2 separate regions of the Mus musculus genome follow, and region 1 is linked to region 2. Evidence: chromatin contacts called from public HiChIP or PLAC-seq data. All regions are on one chromosome and are shown on one strand. Each heading gives the region's core, a stretch centred on a gene start, on an enhancer-like site or on the middle of the called end of the contact. The rest is flanking DNA. Distances are from core to core; before and after follow the strand shown.

The links. HiChIP or PLAC-seq counts read pairs in DNA pulled down with a chosen protein or histone mark.
Region 1: a contact with region 2 is called in a CTCF HiChIP or PLAC-seq map of the NIH/3T3 cell line, with 6 read pairs. The contact joins two enhancer-like sites.

What each region holds. Positions count from the first base shown.
Region 1 is chr17:14,732,425-14,737,451 of GRCm38.p6, reverse strand. No RefSeq gene overlaps it. Among named protein-coding and RNA genes, the nearest start is that of Thbs2, 41 kb to the right of the region's middle. Within about 2 kb of position 1,766, at least 42 of the 459 cell types and tissues checked have an H3K27ac peak or open chromatin away from gene starts, as enhancers often do. A contact at or near this core is called in the NIH/3T3 cell line, where this site is marked.
Region 2 is chr17:14,336,198-14,341,452 of GRCm38.p6, reverse strand. Smoc2 (SPARC related modular calcium binding 2) reads right to left here. Exons shown (of 13, transcript NM_022315.2): 3 at 4,800-4,906; 4 at 3,692-3,791. Among named protein-coding and RNA genes, the nearest start is that of Gm52280, 58 kb to the right of the region's middle. Within about 2 kb of position 1,267, at least 49 of the 459 cell types and tissues checked have an H3K27ac peak or open chromatin away from gene starts, as enhancers often do. A contact at or near this core is called in the NIH/3T3 cell line, where this site is marked.

The DNA of each region.
Region 1 (5,027 bases), core at 517-3,016, 400 kb before region 2:
TTTTCTGTGAAGATCATCATCAGAGGCAGGGAGGAAGGGCCTCTTCCTCTTTGTTTGACTTCACTAGTAATCAGGGATGGACTGTTGTGCTGGTCAGGGCCTGCAGGAAGGCACTGGAGTGTGTATGTGTGTGTGTGTGTGTGTGTGTGTAAACAATTATGTATAAAATGCAAGTGTGAATGGCTGTAGTGCATTTGCTTCTGTGTGCGTATGTGTGTATGTGTGTGCACTGCTCCAAGCATGATGTGTGTGTGCATTGCTCTAAGCATGCCGGCAACTCTTCTAAGAATCTAGTCACCATGTCTACCTGACCTCAGGTTAGGGCAAATGAAGCTTTGAATGAAGCTAAAACATCAAAACCATCCCCTGTGTTAACCACCAGCTTTCCCTGCCTCTACTCACCTGAGGGAGATGAGTATCTTTCTTAATACTGACAGGATTTTCTACAACTCTCTAACTTTCTGTATTTGGTTTTAGGTCTTGTGTTTGTACCTTTGGGAAACCAAGCAGGGCTCCATAGTGACTTGTAGCCTTACTTAATACAGTGTTTTAAACCATCTCACAATGACATTGTAAACAGAGTTCTTTTGCTATTAGTCCCTGGGAGAAATATCTAACTCTGGGTATCTCAGAGGACTCCCAGGATGTCTCAAAGTAGTTAACATGCTTACCTTTCTAGTACTGAGTGGCTCAGAGAGTCCTTGTGAAAGTTGCAACCAACTAGACATACACCATGTGGTGAGCCAGAGGCCGTTCTGCACTTCTGTAAGTATCCAAGTTGTGTTTAATGAGCCTAAATTAACTTGGTCTTGCTGTGATGATCTCTGGCAGAAATGAGGACAGTTATAAAGAAAATACTATACTCCCTTTGGGAACTTCAGAGTTCTTGGTGATGCTATTTCCTGGTTCTATTGCTTCTCTATGGTGCCAGCATCTGTAGATTGAGGAGCGCCTAAAGCCCTGCATAATGGGGCTGGACAGCTGAGTGGCATCTGTCATGGCTACAGGCACTGAAGGAGCTTTCAAAGACAGGCTTCCTCAGCCAGAGCCCTTCAAACTGTAGCCGGGAAGATGGCTCTGGGATCACACCTTGGACCCTTGACTCATATCCTCTGTACTCACAGATGCCCATAGTTTTCTCCCAGGGACTAATATCTAACTGTCTGTTGTTTCTATCATTTGGCTGCTGAGGCCTGGATGGCAGCAAAGCCTCCGGTATCTAGAAGGAATCTTCCGAGTTCCTCCTGTAACCTCTGCTGCCCTGTACGCTGTCCCCGTTCTCCCATGCAGATTTGTAGTTACCGTAACAGGCAGCAGGCTAGATAGCGGAAGGAACAACACAAGGCTTTCTCTGTGGCCTGGTATGCCTTGTGAGTCTCACTTAGAGACAGAGACAAAGCAGCCATGCTGGTGACTGAGTGGCTCCTATACTGTCCTCTTGGTCAGTAGGTCAAGACTCAGAGGGAATTTCTGAGACTGGATTGGAAAAACAGGTCAGCAGGATGCCCCAGTCTCGGCTGGTTCTGTGAACCCTGACACTGTCAAATGTGAACTTAGAGGCATCTCACAATTGAATAATTGTGAATCATGATTTAGCCAATGAGCTGATCCTGGCCATGTGGCAGGCCATGGCAGCGTGGAGCAGACTGCCAGTGGTGGCAATCAGTTCTTTTTCTCCTGTGCTTTTGTACCCGGCCTGAGAAGCCCGGGAATCAGAGGCCATAACCTCCTTCTGGCCTTAGCACAAATCTGGAAGGAGATTATGAGTCAAATCATGAATCACCCTTCGCTCATACAAACTCTTAAGTTTTATTTGGTGTCATTCCTCCTTTAACAGTTATAACCCAGCTGTTTTTTATAGGCGACTGTATGAATATATCTCATATGGGGCTTTATCTCACTCTACAGAGATCAGGTAGTGAGCTCCACTTTATCCCAGTTCAGCACATGCTGGGACTGCAGTGTTTCACTAGTGTTTCCTGATCTCACGGTGAGATAAACATACCCAGAGCCCAACTTCTTAGTTAACACGCCGTAATGCAGCTGTCATGACCCAGTTGCTAATTCTGCTTTTCTACTGATCTTTTTAAAAGCAGAGTATGAGCCTTATTCACCTCTTCGTAACATGACCACTTGGCTACCCACCCAACATGGACTAGGTTCTGATACGTGTTTCATTCTAGAGTTTAAACCATCATCTATTATTCAATCCCTCCTTTGGGAACTTTGCTACATGGAAAAAAGAAACCCACACAACCTACACTACCATGGGGAGAGAAATCCTGCCATGCCTGTTTCTCCAAGTGTCAGAACTCTTTATTCTTTAATAGTTTACACTATAGGGATATACTTCTTACACACACACACACACAAACACATGACACACACACAGTCACAGATACATAGATAAGTGCCTATACACACATACATACACAGAAACACATTTAAAAACACACACCCCACACTTACACAATCACAGATATATAGATAGGCACACACATACACTTTTAGCACATGCACACATATAAACACTTTTGAGCACACACACATACACGTGCACTGCACATTTACACACACAGACACAGATACATAGATAGTTGCATATACACACTTTGAGCACACACACACATACTCCACACTTATACAGTAACAGATACAGATAGGTGCATACATACACTGTTAGCACACACACATAAAGAAACTCATTTGAACATTACACACACACACACACACACATACACACACATGCACGCACATACATGGACATACATGAATAGGCCAGTCACAAAGCAATGTTCCCTCTGGAGGATTTGGACTTAGGTCAGGGACCAGGCTGTGACTTTAAGGCAGCTGGTGCTCAGTGTCTGTCTTCTCCTTCTCAGACTTATTGTTTGCCTTACGAGTTACACTACTGAGAACCTATGTCACGTCGCTTAGTTTTAGGAAGCTGCTAGGCAATAGTTCCCTAGGATAAAAAGCCACAAAAATCTTTTTCAGTTCTACTTTTAATATTTCTTTGTGTGTGGTAAGGATCTGAAGAGCATGTGTGTGTTTATAAAACCCAGTGAATATCTCCGCTGGGCTCTCAGTGGGATTTCTTTGATGAGGCTCCATTCACTAACTGTCAGAGCCTGTATCTGAGTTGGGTCTCATCCCTTCAGCAGGAGGCAATGATACGGAATGTTTTTCTGGGTTTTTCAATAACACTCTTGCATCAGGCTGAGAGCTTGTTTGCAGCTTCGAAGCCTGTAGGAAGAGGCGCCCGTCGGTTGTTCCCACACGCATGTCTGTCTCCTGAAATCATCCTCTGGAGTGCCACACAGGAAACAGATTGAGTTTAAACGTTGGTTTTTATCTTTTTGGAAATTTCACAGAAAAGCCTACGTCTACAGTCTGAGTCACTCCTTTGGGAGATCAAAGCAGAATGCGTTTGGTTAATGTGACAATGGAAACAGAAAATGGAAGACAGGTTGTCACCGCACAAAGGAAAGGAAAGAAATCTCCTTGGGCTTGGAGAGAAGCCGAGGAGTACACGAGATATCACAGATACAGCCAAACTGTTGTGCATCCCTGCAGTCCACTGTGCAAAGGGATTGGCTTATCTTGGCACTAGGCCTGTGACTTGGGGACAAATTCCTTTGATGGCTTGATTTTTGTCAACTTTAAGTTAGAGACAGAAATTCCTACTTGACAAGTTCACTTCATGGAAGGAAGGAGAAGAAATACACAAGTACTGTCACATAGCATATCAAAACCAACACCCCAGAGTTGGGGCTGGAGAGATGGCTCAGCAGTTAAGAGTTCCCCCGCTCTTGCAGAGGATTGGAGTTCAATTCGCAGCACGCATGTCTGGTGGCTTACAATCACCTTTAATTCCAATTCCAGGGAATCCAATGTTCTCTTCTGGCCTCTGGCACTCACATGACAATATACTCACACAGGCAAATAAATAAAAATGCTTCTTTTAAATTGTCAGCTTCTTTCTGTTTGCTTTGGGACATTCTTTTAGGAACATGAATTAAATACGATGTTCTCTGGTGTGGTTCTGTGATACACAGCTCTTCTTCATTAAAGCTAATAGGATGAAAATGGAAACAGGACTATACATGTGTCTTTTTATATTAGAGAAGTTTGAGGATGTTATATTAAAAGTGGACCATTCAGGTTTGCTTCCTGTTGTGATAACTACCATGGCCAAAAGCAACTTGGGGAGGAAAGGGCTGACTCAGCTTATTGTTCCCTGTCACAGCCCTGCCTTTGAGGACAGTCAAGGAAAGAGCTCAAGGAAAGAAGGCTGTATACTGGCTCACCCTATCACTGCTCAGCTAGTTTATATAGCCCAATTATGAATAGCCAATCTAGTTTATATAGCCCAGTTATAGATAGTCAGTCTAATGGTGGCACTACTCATAGTAAGCTGGGACATCATACATTAATACGCAGTAAAGATAACTCCATGTGCTGATCCAAAAAGACAAATCCTCAACTGAAGTTCCCTTTCCCCAGGTGACTTTAGGTTTTTAGAGGTTCAATAAACAGAGAATTACAGTGGGAACCAGAATCAAATCTCTAGCAAGGCTCCCCTCACACCCTGTGAACCACTTCTGCTAATGAGGCCATAGACTCAGAGACCCCAAACCTCTCAAAGCAGTACTCCCAAAAGAGAACCAGGTATTCAGCCACGTGAGCCCTAAGGAGCAGTTCACGTTCTAACCACAGCAGTTTGCTTCTAGCCATCATTAGCTGATGGCTATCCTCATGATGCAAAATACATCCAGGCCAATGTCAAAAGTCCCAACACTGTTCAAACATCCAGTACCTTCTAAGGAGGGATTTGATGGAGACATTCCATTTAGTATCTAGTGTTCTAAGGTCAAGACAATCTCTTAAGCATGAGCACTTGTACAATCAAAACCAACTTACACAACCCAATATACAGTAGCACAATGGATATTCTCACTTGAAAGAATCAAAAGATAGCAAGGAGGTACCAGGTCAACACAAGAATTACACTCATCAGAGCAAGC
Region 2 (5,255 bases), core at 18-2,517:
TGGCCTACACTACAGAGCAAGACTGCCTCAAGAATGCCACAACCACAAAGCAGCAAATGGGTACTGTGGTGACCTCATATAGAAGCAAGCCAGCAGCAACAATGTTGACTGTCCCCTCAAAGTGACATCACTCTGTGTGCTCTACACGTAGACAGTGAAGGAGCTGCCAACTCATTAGAGCAGAGGTTCCATGGCCACAACACCATGGCCTTAGTCATTGGCTTTCTCAAACTGCTTCACCACTCTTCTTGAAGCTGTCCCCACCAACACCACAACCTCAGGAGTCTTCCTCAGGACATCTCCCTTTTGTATACCTGATAGATGCACAGACATAATCCAGAAGGCATCAGAGTCCATAGCACTCAGAAATGAGACCCTCTGCTACACCTGCCAGACCTGCCCTTATTTATGAGAACCACCCCTCTGCGATAGCAGATGGTATTCTGTATGTGTCTGCAGTGCTTGCAATGCTTGTCCATTGCTGGCCCAGGCTCCAGGCTGCACCAGAGTCTGCCAGGCTCCACTCGCTGGTGGCCAGTGCTTGGCAGTAGCAGCAGTAACAGTGAACAGTGAGTGGGTTTCTTGCAAAACAAATCCAGACAGGAATACTGCAAGAACTGGCCAAGCACTGCCCTGTGGTGGGAAGAGGCTGGTGGCTCAGGAATGCCCATTGAGGAGTAAGACAGAAAGAGGAGGTAAAGGTTGACATCTCTACACTGTCTCTTCTGCCTGAGCCCTCTGCCCCTCACACCTATGTCGCCACAGGGGATCAGAAGGATGAGGAGGTCACTGGTTTACGATCTGAGGTTAATTACTTATTAGTTCAAGTAGTGGCTGACAGTGGAGGTTGGCACCATGGAAACCCGTGAAGGAGACTGGCTTTTTATAAGAAAGGAATTAGGGCTTTTCCATCCTGATCCCTCAAGACAATTGTGGATCCAGATTCATAATGTAAACAAAGATGTCCAAGCCCAGTGGGATGTCAGTCAACTGGATCTGGCAGCGACAAAGACATCAGCCACTCTGCATATCTGTGAGAGGGGGAGTTGGATCAGGGTATCCAGCCTCGGGGACTGATCAGCTACTGGGTTCTGGAGACAGCCGCTGCCTGGCTATCCTGGTCACAGGATGTAAGGCAATATGACAAATCCCTTTTATTGTATGTCCGTCTATCAGCTCCATTCCTCTGTGGTCACTGCTGGACACCTCCAGGCCAGGGCTGGTTTTGTCTCCTCAGAGCTGTAAATTCCCTGCCCCATGTTGTGCTTTCCTGTGTCTTCTGACTCACACAGCTGTCAGCTCCGTGGCACCAGTGAGAGAGACAGGGAGTGTGTAACTGTCTGCACTGATGTTTATCCTACTGTGAGGCTAGCACTCTGTGTTGTGTTATCCTACAGGCAGTCCCAGGGTTTGGCTTTTACAGCTAGTGTTGCTGTAGGCCAGCCACATGTCTGCACCACCCAGCTGTGTTCCTCCAGGGTCCATTCCCAGAAGGAAAGTGCTGGGTCCTGAGTGACCAGCTTACACACTGCCATGGGTGGTCTATTGTTCTGTCCTCTCCCTTGCCACACAGTCACCTCTGGGTTTCTGTCTCCAACCCCATGTTCTGAGAGTCCTAGTGGGACTCTAACCTTGATGCCCTGGTATGAAGACACAAGGACACCCTCCTCTACTGCTTTGACCACTTTGGAACTGAGCTATTCTTCATCGATGGCTTCAGCATACCAGGTCTTCCTGGTTCAACTAAGGGCTTGGGGAGGAGTTCTGTACTATGTCATTGGGTACAGACATAGAAGGGACACCAGCCTCTATCCCCACTTAGATGCTACAGAGTATGTTTACACATGGTCCTAATAAGCACATACAGACACAAATTCATACACACACATGTGCACACATACACATATTGGCATACATACATGTAAACATATTACACATACATATATACCATGTACACATATATATTATGTATATACATGCACATACATACCATGTATACACAGGCACATACTTACATGTACTTCACATATACATATATACACCCATGTGTAAACATGTGAATGTGTATATATACACACATATATATATATATATACATACATGCACACATATACCATGTACATACAATACCTACATATACACACATACACCCACATTTAGACATGTACATACATACATATGTATACATATGTGTGTGTGTTTGTGTGTGTGTGTGTGTGTATAAAATTCTGACAAAAATTTGCTGTCTTCTGCCCATTTCTAACCTAATTTACCCCAGTTTAACAAATAATTTATAACTGGAGAACAGTATGTACCACCTGTGTCATACACCACCTACACACACCTGTGTTGTGCACCACCTGTGCTGAACATCGCCTGGTTGCTGATAACATGGGAATATCCAAAGCATAAGCTCCCTGGGATGTGCAGACAATATCAGGGCCACTCTCACCTGCTATCAAGGCCAGCCCAGTGTAAAAGGAAGCCCACTACCCCATTTCTCCATCAGGCTGTGTCACGACGAAGGAAGATGTCCACTGTATTATGTAAGGCTACATTGTCAGTTTTGTCTCTGTGGGGTGAGAGTAGGATGCCCAATTCCCCCACATCCCTCCCCTAAATTTCAGAAGGCATGGAACCCTATTTCCCTGCCCTCTGCTTTCTCCCAGGGGAGCAGGTCTGTCTTATCCTCCAGAACTCTGTACAGGAACTATTCAATGTAAACATCAGCTCATAGGGAAAAAATAGCCCATTGTAGGTTTCAGTGGTAAAACAGTCTTGAAATAAACAAATGTATTTCCACTCTACATAACATAGAACATGTCGGTTTCAGAGATGAACAGGCTCTAAAATACAGGGTTTGTCGCAAAGACCTGAGGAGGCCACAGCCAACGATCCCGTGCCCAGTTCCTCTGCCTGGACCACAGTAAGAAATGGAATCTCTGCAGGCAGTGCCTGGCCCTTAAATAGAAAATAAGTCTGACAGTTAGCTCCAGACACGAACATTTCAACCCTCAAGTGGCAAACTTGGAGAAATGTGTGCCTTACGTTCCTAGCCCTATTTTCATATTACAACCCAAAGACTTGGATGACAAGAACGCTCAGCTTCATCAGACAGACTCCTTCAGCAGACAGCAAGTTAGTCAGGCCCGGGCGGGAGACCATTTTCACATAAAAATGATCTGAATCATCTATAACCTTTTTTGGTAAAATATTAGTGGAAAAGGGACCATTTTATAGACTGCGAGGCCGCCAGGCTTGTTACTTTCAGTACATCAAGCTCCTGTCTGAGTAATAAAATATCACACATAAATGTCTGGAAACTCAACAGTGAGCAAAGACCCACTTTCTCTTTGAAAACCCATGTATATAAATGCCGGATCTTTTGCTTTTTTTGGCCAAGGAAAACAATGGGTCATTCAAGCTGGTGACTCGAGCCTCTGTGGTTATATTTTCAAATGATTCAGGCCCAAGTGTGTCCCTATGGTGAGCTGTCCCCTGCCCCAACATGTAGACAAAAGTCTTTGGTTTTTTTTTTTATCCCTCCAGGTCTATGTGCAGTGGTGTGTCCAGTGAGCACATCCCACATTCCCCCTCTCTAAGTGTCCTTTTGATTTGTGAGGGAATCTGAGTAAGATGACCAAGAGAAACAGGAAGTCATTTCCCTGGAGCCAGCATTAGTCAGACCTACCGGGGCACCTGGGTGTCTTGTGGGCCACAGCAGTGCCACTGATGGGTCTTCCATTTGGTGTAACACACCAACAGTATCCTGTGTAGCTGTGACACTGGACCTGCAGAGAAAGGACAGGAAAGTGAGCTAACCACAGACAACGTCTCCTACAGAGGCATGTCAGAGGGTGGCTGAGACTCTCAGGTGCTGCATTTGGACATCCAATGGAAGCTGCATGCTAAGCTTCACCACAGATGTATAGAGAAAAAGGAACCGGTATGCTTTACGGCACAACAGTGAGGGCCAGGTCCTGCAGCAAGAACCTAAAGCCCTCCCTTCACACAGGGGAAAGCCAGTCCCTAACATCTCTCGGTGAGCCCATGGCTGACTCTGGGGGAGGAGATAGGTGTCCAACAGTGATAATGCATTTCTACATCACGTTCTCAGTTCCCCCAGACCCCTTTGTCTACCTTTCAGCTGACCACAGTAGGGGACATCCATAAATGTAGCCCCTCCCCATGCTATCCCTTCTCCCTTCTCCCAAACGTCACATGACTATGCTGAGACGCATGGCCCCTCTCTTCACATGAGATCACAGAGACTGATAACAGAATGTTTTTGCCGCTCCCCTAGAACCTACTCCACTGCTGGTATGCTGCAGGCAGCTCTCGATAGCAGCACTGACCGAATCCAATTAGAACCAAGCTATTTCTGATGGAGTTGGGCCAGCCAGCAGCATGTCCATAGGCAAGCCATGACTTGATGTGGCAGCATCCTAATATGGACTCAGTGGCTGAGTCATGGGGCTCATGAATGAGCTAAGTTACAATCAGAACCACGGCTCGGCCTGTTGACCAGCGTTAATGAGCTCTTCTGAGAGAACTTCCTCACATCATATTCATGTAGCACAAGGATGCATACGCCACAGTTGTGGTATAGACACCTGAGCCAGCTGGGGTCTGGAACCCTCCCTCACATACCATAATACTGTGAGACTTCTGAGGGTGGTGTCTCAGAAACAAGATGACTGTTTCCCACTCAATGGCTCTGGCTTCGTCCCTTTCGCTCCTAGCCCTGGCACCTCGACCCCAATGGCCCAGGCTTGGACTCTCAAAGCAGCACAAGTCACCTGACTGTAGGTGCCGTCATCATTGCATTCTGGAATGAACACTTGCTGGAACTCCTTCCGGGCCTGCTCCTGGGTATACTTCCTCTCAGCCACACACCTGGACACATCTGCAGGAAGACCACAGTAGAGCAGTTACAGGCAGGAGGGGAAGACAACAGGCGACATTCTAAGAGACAAGTACAAGCTGTTGAGGGGGTAGACCACTGGGCTGAGAGAGGCTGCCCAACATAGCAGGTGCCTCCCTCTGTTCCCACAAGAGCAGAGAGGAATATGGTGCGTTCTCCACACTTTATAGAAGGGAAATGGAGACTGGGAATAGTATCTGAAGGTATGTGAGGGAAACGGGAAAGGCTGACTTCCTAAAAACAAGAAGCAGGCTGTGCCAGGGCCCCAGGATGCACCTAGATACAGATGGGAAGCCGGAACACTCAACTCAACTCAAATCAGAGGCAGGCA